2 separate regions of the Pan troglodytes genome follow, and region 1 is linked to region 2. Evidence: chromatin contacts called from public HiChIP or PLAC-seq data. All regions are on one chromosome and are shown on one strand. Each heading gives the region's core, a stretch centred on a gene start, on an enhancer-like site or on the middle of the called end of the contact. The rest is flanking DNA. Distances are from core to core; before and after follow the strand shown. Region 1 holds the start of PEG10 (paternally expressed 10). Region 2 holds the start of CASD1 (CAS1 domain containing 1).

Region 1 (4,086 bases), core at 1,043-3,542, 150 kb before region 2:
GTTTTATTTATTATTCTATTAGACTCTAGTAGCCAAAAAGCAAAACCAACACAGCAGAGAAACCGCAGGGGGGCGGGGCTGTACAGCCAGGGCTCAGGCAAGGAAGATGCGCAGGTGCAGAGGACCGGCGCCTGAAGGGAGGGGCTGAGGGTTCACACTGCGCATGTGTGCTAGCAGGCTCTGAGGGAGGTGGGACTATAGGCCAGCCGGGCAGGGGCAGGCTTAGGGAGGGGCCAAGCCTTGGAGAGGCGGGGCCTGAGCAGGCTACCTAAGAGGAGGCGGGCCTGGGGAGGTGGGATCTGGGTGAGCTCACATCAGAGGAGGCGGGCCCAGGAGAGGCGGGGCCTGGGCAGTTCACCTCAGAGGAGGCGGGCCCAGGAGAGGCGGGGCTGGGCAGTTCACCTCAGAGGAGGCGGGCCCAGGAGAGGTGGGGCCTGGGCAGTTCACCTCAGAGGGGGCGGCCCCGGGAGAGGCGGGGCCTGGACAGTTCACCTCAGAGTAGGTGGGCCTGGGAGAGGCAGGCCCTGGGCAGCTCACCACAGAAAAGGCGGGCCTGGAAGAGGCGGGGCCTGAGCAGCTCACCTCAGAATGAGGTGGCCAGAGAGAGGTGGGGCCTGGGCAGGCAGGCGCTAAGGAGCTGGGAGGAGGGGCCTGAGGAGGCCGCATCTAGAAGGCGCGCTCTGGGAAGGCGCGCTGCAGGGGAGGCGCGCTCTGAGGAGGCGCTGTAGGAGGAGGCGCTAAGCACCGCAAAGAAGGCATGCTAGGATGGGCGGGGCAGGCCTGAGACTGGCTGCTACAGGGCTGCAGAGTATCTGCACACACCCCCCGCCGCCAGAATCCCCCCTCCCAAACCCCTCCCACCAGCCACCAAAGCCAGATTCATTTCATGCAGCAAGAGCAATCCACAGATCCAATTCCCCCGCCATACTCAGCAAACCCACAGTTTCCACAAACTGTTGCTGGACGCTGATTCGCGCCACCACAACTACACCGCCACTTCAATCAAGCACAAGTAGGCAGGCAGCCTGCTCTGCCATCACCAAAAGATTCCCATTTCCACTCCAATCAGTGCCCCTCCACTCCACTGCTATAGCGGGAATGGTGTGGGTAGAATGTTAAACACTAATTTTTGCCCGGGGCTCCATTTTGTCTACCAGCACCATCATGCAGAGAACCGTCCTGCAGAAAAATAGAGTGGGAGCCATTCCAAAAGGTGAAAGGGTGGGGTCCTGCTCCAAGAAAACAGAGGAATTGTACTCCGCAGCTCATGTCCCACTACGGCTGCTTTATTTGTAGCGCAAACAGTCTGCAGCTCCTGTACCTCTGCAGCTCTTACCACTTTGTAGTGCATCTTAGGTGTGAATTGTTCCGCAGCTCATGTACCTCTGCAGTTCATGTGCCTCGCAGCGCAATGAAGCGCTGTTGTCGGGCTGGCTAATCGCATCGTTTTTGTAGCGTTTTTTGTAGTGCTACTCTTCTGCAGCTCAGATTTTGCAGCGCGTGTAAAGCGCAATTCAGTTTTCTGTCTGCAGCTCCTATATCGCTGCTCCTCGTTCTGGATTGTAGCGCCACTGAAGCGCCCATCCGTCAGTTTGTGGCACATAAAGCGCCCATCAGTTTATAGCGCAATTAAGCGCCAGTTGTAGCACCCATCAGTTTGTCGCCCGCGTGAAGCGTGCTTGTAGCGCATCTGAAGCGCCAGTTTGTAGCGCATTTGAAGCGCTTATCTGTTTGTAAAGCATGGCACTTGGTAGCGCATTTGAAGAGCAAATTGCAAATCGATCTGTAGCTCCTGACCGTCTGCAGCTCATCACTGTCCGCAGCTCATCTCTGTCTACAGCCCGTATCTGGACTTGGTCCTGGAAACCCAAGCCTTTAAGGCTTGGTTTCCCCATTTGTTTTGGGGTACAGCCAGTGAAGGCGTGACAAGTTTTGCGTGGAGACATTCTGGGGTGCTACTCCATCTCCCGCAGCTCCCGATAAGCACGGGGAATGAACGTGATCTTTAAAAAAAAAAAACGTCCTCACCGCATACTCACCACGCGAGGACTCCTCTGCGAAGACAGGAAGGATGGGGTCCCACACCTGAGCCAGGCGCGGTCTCCACTGGGTGCTCCGCAGCCCGGAGTGGCTCCGGACGACAGCCCGCTCAGCGGACCTTTCGCCAGGCTCGGTGGACCTTCTCCGCTGTTCTCCTCAGGGCGCAGTCAGGTTTCTTCGACACACACCAACCGAAGTTGAAGCGCGTGTACCAGGAGCTCAGACTGTGAGCCTTATATAGGTTGCACCGAGGAGGGGGGCGCCAAATCCCAGCGTGCTCCGCGGGCTAGGGGGTGGAGGGGGGTGCGGGGGATGGGGGATGGGGGTGGGGGCGGTGGCCACGCTGCAGTGGCCCGCCGCTAGAGGGAGTACGGGATTACCGAGGGGGTGCGGGATGCTGATGCTGAACTGGCCAAGCTGGGAGGGAAGAAGAAAGGGAGGGGAGGGGAGAATCGAGGACGGACGGCCTAGCCAGGCCAAGAATGCAATTGCCCCGGTGGTGGGAGCTGGGAGACCCCTGTGCTTGGACGGGACAGGGTCGGGGGACACGCAGGATGAGCCCCGCGACCACTGGCACATTCTTGCTGACAGGTTAGTGGCCTGCGCGCGACGTGGAGGTCCGGGGCCAACAGGCCGCCGCCTCCCCCTCCCCCGCTCGGGTTCCGGGCGCCTGAGCGCGCCCTTTGGGTACCAGCCTCTCTTTCTGTCCCGGACCCCACCGTACCCCTCCTTCAGTACACCTTGTACCCCATTTCCCCGGCCCAGCTTCTCTCTCCCCAGGCTTGACCCCTGGCCTTTTTTTTTTTTTCCTCTCCGCGCCCCCGCGGGCCCCTCCCTGCTCTGCGGGCGCAGAAATTCCATCTCCAATTCCTGTTCCCAACATCCCCCTCCCCGCCCAGCCCCAGGGTAGTCCTCTCCCGATCCCTGTAGCAAAGAGCTGGGGGTCGTTGCCTGTTTTTCTGGGGGGCCCGTTTCCCCGCGATTGGGCTCTGCGACCTCGATGCGAGCCAAAGGAAATGGGTGTCAAGCTGCGTCCCCGCTACACAAACACATCTTTTTTCCTTTTCTTGATCGTGGTAGAGAACACAAAAATATGACATTTAAAACACCGAATTTCCCCCTCTTGCTAAGTGCATTTCTCGGTGGCGGAAATCTCGGTTTTCTTCGGTTTTACGGAGCAGGGACGCGGAATCATGAAATGCTGGGAGCTAAACAGGGCATTCAGGTCAGGGTTAACCCCGGCTGGAGGCCAGAGATGCTGCCGTACCGAGTGCGCTATTTCCAGAAACCAAAACCAATTTAAAACAGCTGTGGATGCTTCCAGTGTGTTTGGCGGGCTTTGAAGGCTCCCAGCTACGGACTTTTGGTGGCGATTACGAGGTTTACACAGAGACCTTGCTTCCCTTGCAACGTTACATTTTCCTAAATCTTGTAGGGTGAATGAATGCGTTTAGTCACGGCAACCGCACGTTTAATCCTTTCCAGCGGGTTGCCGAGATTCGGCCACAAATATTTGCGTGCATTTGTACTATGAACATATATATTTTATGTCAGGGAAAATTGCAGTGGCTGATAAGACGCTAAAATTCTGATGAGGAAGGATGCTAAATAAAACCTTAACGCGGATTCCCATCTAAGCGCCTCAGTGTTAGGCGCTTGGGAAACTGACAATCTGTTGATGATCTTAGTAAAACAAGTTTAAGTTAAAAGGGAAAACCAAATTGTCTACAGCTGAGTTAGGTTTCTGAAACACAGATGAAACGCTTTCATATTTGAAGAGCAAAATTGAGCATATTTTAGTAACATTGCTACGGATTATTTTATACTTGGAATATCAATAAGAATTTGACTTATTGTCATAACAACGTTGCAGACACCGCACTTTAAAAGCGAGCCTTTCTAGGAATAAACAAAACTGTAGCCCATTTACTGAGATTTTACTTTTTATTAGAGAGAAAATGCCCACTATCCGGAATATGAATGAATGAAATGCAGCTTTTTAACAAAGACATTTCCCTAGGAAGTTGGGTAAACACAATTATACTT
Region 2 (3,902 bases), core at 415-2,914:
TGTGGATATTTTGCCAAAGTAGGTGTAAATTTAAACGGGCACAGCGCTAATTTGCACCTGTCCATTACACATTACATCTTGACTGATTAATCTCACAGTCACCAAGAGCTGCCCAGATAATGGCTTTGATAGTATTAAGAGCCAAAAATAAAAGATCCTATCATTATTAATTTCCCTCTGCCTGTCAGCCTCTCTCCCAGTGACATTTTTACAAAGGAAAAAAAACAATCAATCATCAAGGACAAGTAAATATCCCTTGATTACTGAAAGATAATTCATTCTCAAATCAGGTCATATTTCCTTTTCCCCTTTACACCAATTTCAAAACCCATGGCCAAGGCCTGCTTTCAAAGTGCTTACAACTTGCTTTCAACTGCCCACCTTTACGCCTGTCAACCCACAACTTCCTTCCAAAAATCTGCTCTGGTGCCTTAACTTTGTAAAAAGTGCACTCCGAAGCCTTTTAACGTTTCTGTATCACAAAAGCTGGGTAGCACCTCTTCCATTTGGCCACAGGCATCTTTTGCCAGCTGTCGCCCTTTTGGCAAAGGAAAATGGGGGCGGCCCTTGCCGCTGTCCAACAGCCCAGACTGGGTGTTACAGGGCAGAGGCAAAATTAAACAAAGGCTAAGGAGCCGGACCCTTAAGAGGCAGGACCTGCGACCCCACTGCTGGCAGCGGTGCCCCTTGCAGGGCGGCCTTGGGCTTCATGCGCCCCGGGCTGCCCCCAAGGACCGCCTGTCCGACTTCCTGCACGCGAGCCCCTGATCTGGCGCGTCTCCCCGAACCCAGACCGCTCAGGAGCCGGACCTCAGCAGCACTTTGGGCCAGGTCCAGGGTTGGCGCCCCCGACCCCAGCGCGGGCGGCTCGGGGCGCCCAGAACCACCAGCCATTGTCCTTTGGTGGCCCCCACTGGGGTCCACTCAGTTGGCCTCGGGCGCCGGCCGCTGCTGGGGACACCTGGGGGCACGTGGGGGAACCGCCTCCCCCGCGGGCCGGGCCGGCGGGAGGCCGCGTGGGCGTGTGTTGGGCGATGGGGGCGGCCTCCAGCCGCCGCGTCGCCGCCTCCCCCACGGCCTGCCCGGGCAGGGGGGAGGGCCCGCTCACCTCGGTAGCGGCGGGAGGCGAGGTGGCACGCTGCGAGCAGCAGCACGGCCACCAGCGCCAGCACCTTGGCGCTCCTCACGCTGAAGTAGTGGTTGATCTCCCGCTTGCCCAGGTTGTAGGCCAGAGCCGCCATCTTGGTTCCTCCATGACAACAGTGCGCGGCGGAGCGGGAAAGGGGCGCCGCACAGGGGCAGCACTGGGGCTGCCGCCGCTGCAGCCAGGCGAGGAGCGGCCGCCAGCTCCCCAGGCCGCCACCTGCGCCTCCCGCCGGGGAACCTGACCCCGCGGCCGCGGCGCCCCCGACCTCCGCCTGCCCCTCCTCGGCCGCGGCCGACTCGGCGGCCTCCCCCCAGCCCCGCCGCCGCTGCTCCGCCGTGCCGGTTCCCCAGGCGCCCTGGACGCCTGTCTCCTCCCCTTCCTCCTCCTCTTTAGCCTCCTGCCTTAATAGCGGCTGCGCCTGCGAGGGGGGTCCGGATGCCCAGTGCTCCGGGGTCACCGGGTCACGCGCCCCGGCGGGCGGCGGCGGCTGCGGCAGAGCCATGGGGGTGTGGGGAGAGAGTACTAGGGGTACCCGCCTGGCCCGGACGCGAGCCTTAGGGCTGTCTCCTAGTTTACTGGCCGCTACCTGAGCCCAGGTTGGGGCAATAGAACTACAGTTCCGGGAGAAAAGTACACATCGTCCCACTCCTTCCTTCCCCAACACTCCCCTTTCTCAGCCTTCTACTCCCAGAACCCGCCCAGCGGGATGCGAAGGACACCCTAAGGTCGATTATTGTCTGGCTATCCGTGGCCTGGCTGGTCAGTCTGGCTGCCCCTGGGTGCTGGCCAGATTGGATTGATGGATCCAGTTGATGGTGCTGGCCGATGGATTGCTGGCATCCAACCCAGGAGTGAAACCAGTCTTAACACTTAACTCACTGCTCTGGCCAGTTTCTCTTAAACCGTTTTTTTAATGTCCTCAGTTTGCCCAGTTCTGGTGGGCGAAAGTACACCAAAGTTCCGAGTGGAAGGTACAGAAGGAGCCTAACTTAGTGTAGGTGTTGATGAGAAAAGAGTCTGACTCTCACTTGTATTTACACAAGTTTGGTTAGGTCGATGTGCCAAAAAAATTCGTTTTTTTTTGAGAGGGAGTCTCACCCTGTCGCCCAAGCTCTAGTGCAGTGGCGTGATCTTAGCTCACTGCAGCCTCCCCTTCCTGGGTTCAAATGGTTGTCCTGCCTGAGCCTGCCGAGTAGCAGAGATTGCAGGCGCCCGCCACCACACCCGTTTAATTTTTGTATTTTAATAGAGACGGGGGTTTCACCATTTTGGTCAGGCTGGTCTCCAACTCCTGACCTCAAATGATCTGCCCATCTCGGCCTCCCAAAGTGCTGGGATTACAGGCGTGAGCCACCAAGCCCAGCCAAAAAAAATTTTTCTTAATGTGCTTATGACAATCATCCCCGCTACTAACGTTGGTTAATGTTTTGTGATTCTCAATAAAGCCAGCACTCCATTTCCTTAATAAAGCATTGTTATCCCTACTCTCCTCTCGCTCCCACCCTACCCCTTTTTTAAATGGTTTTTCTTGTGTTGCCTTCCAGATGGGAATGGTTATTTACATTGCTTGCCATTCTACTTGCCTTGCCTTGTTTAGAGTGAGTCATTGTTTAGTTGGGGTGTTGTCAAGTATTCTTTACAACTTTCCCATTTAGCCATTCCTGAACTTGTGCTTATAGGCCCCTTTTAAAATTATAGAATATTAGATATGAAGGGACTGTAGAGATCTTGTCTACTCATTCCCATTCTCTTCATCCAAGGACTCTTTATTATGTTTTCATCCATGGACTTTATATCTTGAAAGATTTTGTCACTTAAATGAAATCACATACATCACTGTCATGGATGTAATGCTAATAAGCAATAAAGTTAAATAAGTGTACAAACACTTAGGCACTGTTCCCTGCAAATAGTCTTTTAATTTTGGCTGTCATTCTGATCGGAGGTTGATCACATGTTGTAAGAATTAGGTATTGTAAAAACCAGATAACTCTGCCAACAATATATGGTCTGCCAATCACATCCTAGACATTTCTATGATGTCATCAACAGCAAATTAGAATTTCTGATCAGCATGCAATAACCAGTGTTAACCCAAAGGGTTGAGTTAATGCCTGCAAAAAGTAAAGAAACTTGACATTCTATTAATTGCAATTTCCAGAAGGCTTTCTGAAATACTGTAAATAGCTTGTGAACCTCCTTTTTCTTCTCTCAAGTTTAAGGCCAATCTCTCTACCTCTGCTCTGAATCTTTTCTTATCCTCCTTTCTTGAGGGTGTTGATTCCTCCATCAGTTATCCCCATGCAAATCATTCTTTTTCTGTGTCTTCCAATTCTCCCTATCACCTTGCTGTTTGCCTTCCTCCAAAAAAAATTTTTTTTGTTAATGAAAAACACCCATGGACTCTGTTCCTGCGTGTTTACCTCATCAACTCTTTCCTCCTCTGGCAAACATCTAGAAAGAGCAGTGTTGACTCTCTGCCTTCACTGGCTCAATTAGCATTCTCTCTTCAGCCATTTCCTTGTTCTTCACCAAGGCTGTGTGGTATGACTACTTGTTAAATCCAAGGGACACTTTATATTCCTTATCTTCCTGGACCATTTTGTGGCACCTGACATTGTTGACCATTCTTCCTTATTTGGTATCCATCTAAAACAGAGCGGAGACTTTGTTTTCAGCCCACTTCTTGCTGTTTTTAAGTGACCTTAGGATCACTTAGTCATTATTTAGTGGTCCCACCACTGCCATGGGATCA

What was found. HiChIP or PLAC-seq counts read pairs in DNA pulled down with a chosen protein or histone mark.
Region 1: an H3K4me3 HiChIP or PLAC-seq map of stem cell-derived excitatory neurons shows a contact between it and region 2, with 2.6 times the contacts expected there. The contact joins the promoter of PEG10 here to the promoter of CASD1 in region 2. A contact is called at or near these places in 2 of 7 Hi-C or Micro-C datasets (blood and stem cell-derived neural progenitor cells) and 1 of 1 datasets of contacts at active chromatin or transcription factors (stem cell-derived excitatory neurons).

What each region holds. Positions count from the first base shown.
Region 1 is chr6:104,031,799-104,035,884 of NHGRI_mPanTro3-v2.0_pri, reverse strand. It overlaps PEG10 (paternally expressed 10), which reads right to left and starts at 2,292. Exons shown (of 2, transcript NM_001302445.1): 1 at 2,029-2,292. The coding sequence starts at 2,033. SGCE (sarcoglycan epsilon) reads left to right here and starts at 2,348. Exons shown (of 12, transcript XM_009453639.2): 1 at 2,348-2,631. The coding sequence starts at 2,523.
Region 2 is chr6:103,884,682-103,888,583 of NHGRI_mPanTro3-v2.0_pri, reverse strand. CASD1 (CAS1 domain containing 1) reads right to left here and starts at 1,664. Exons shown (of 21, transcript XR_001719382.4): 1 at 1,109-1,664. All of the region lies in intron 2 of LOC129144592 (a long non-coding RNA gene), which reads left to right.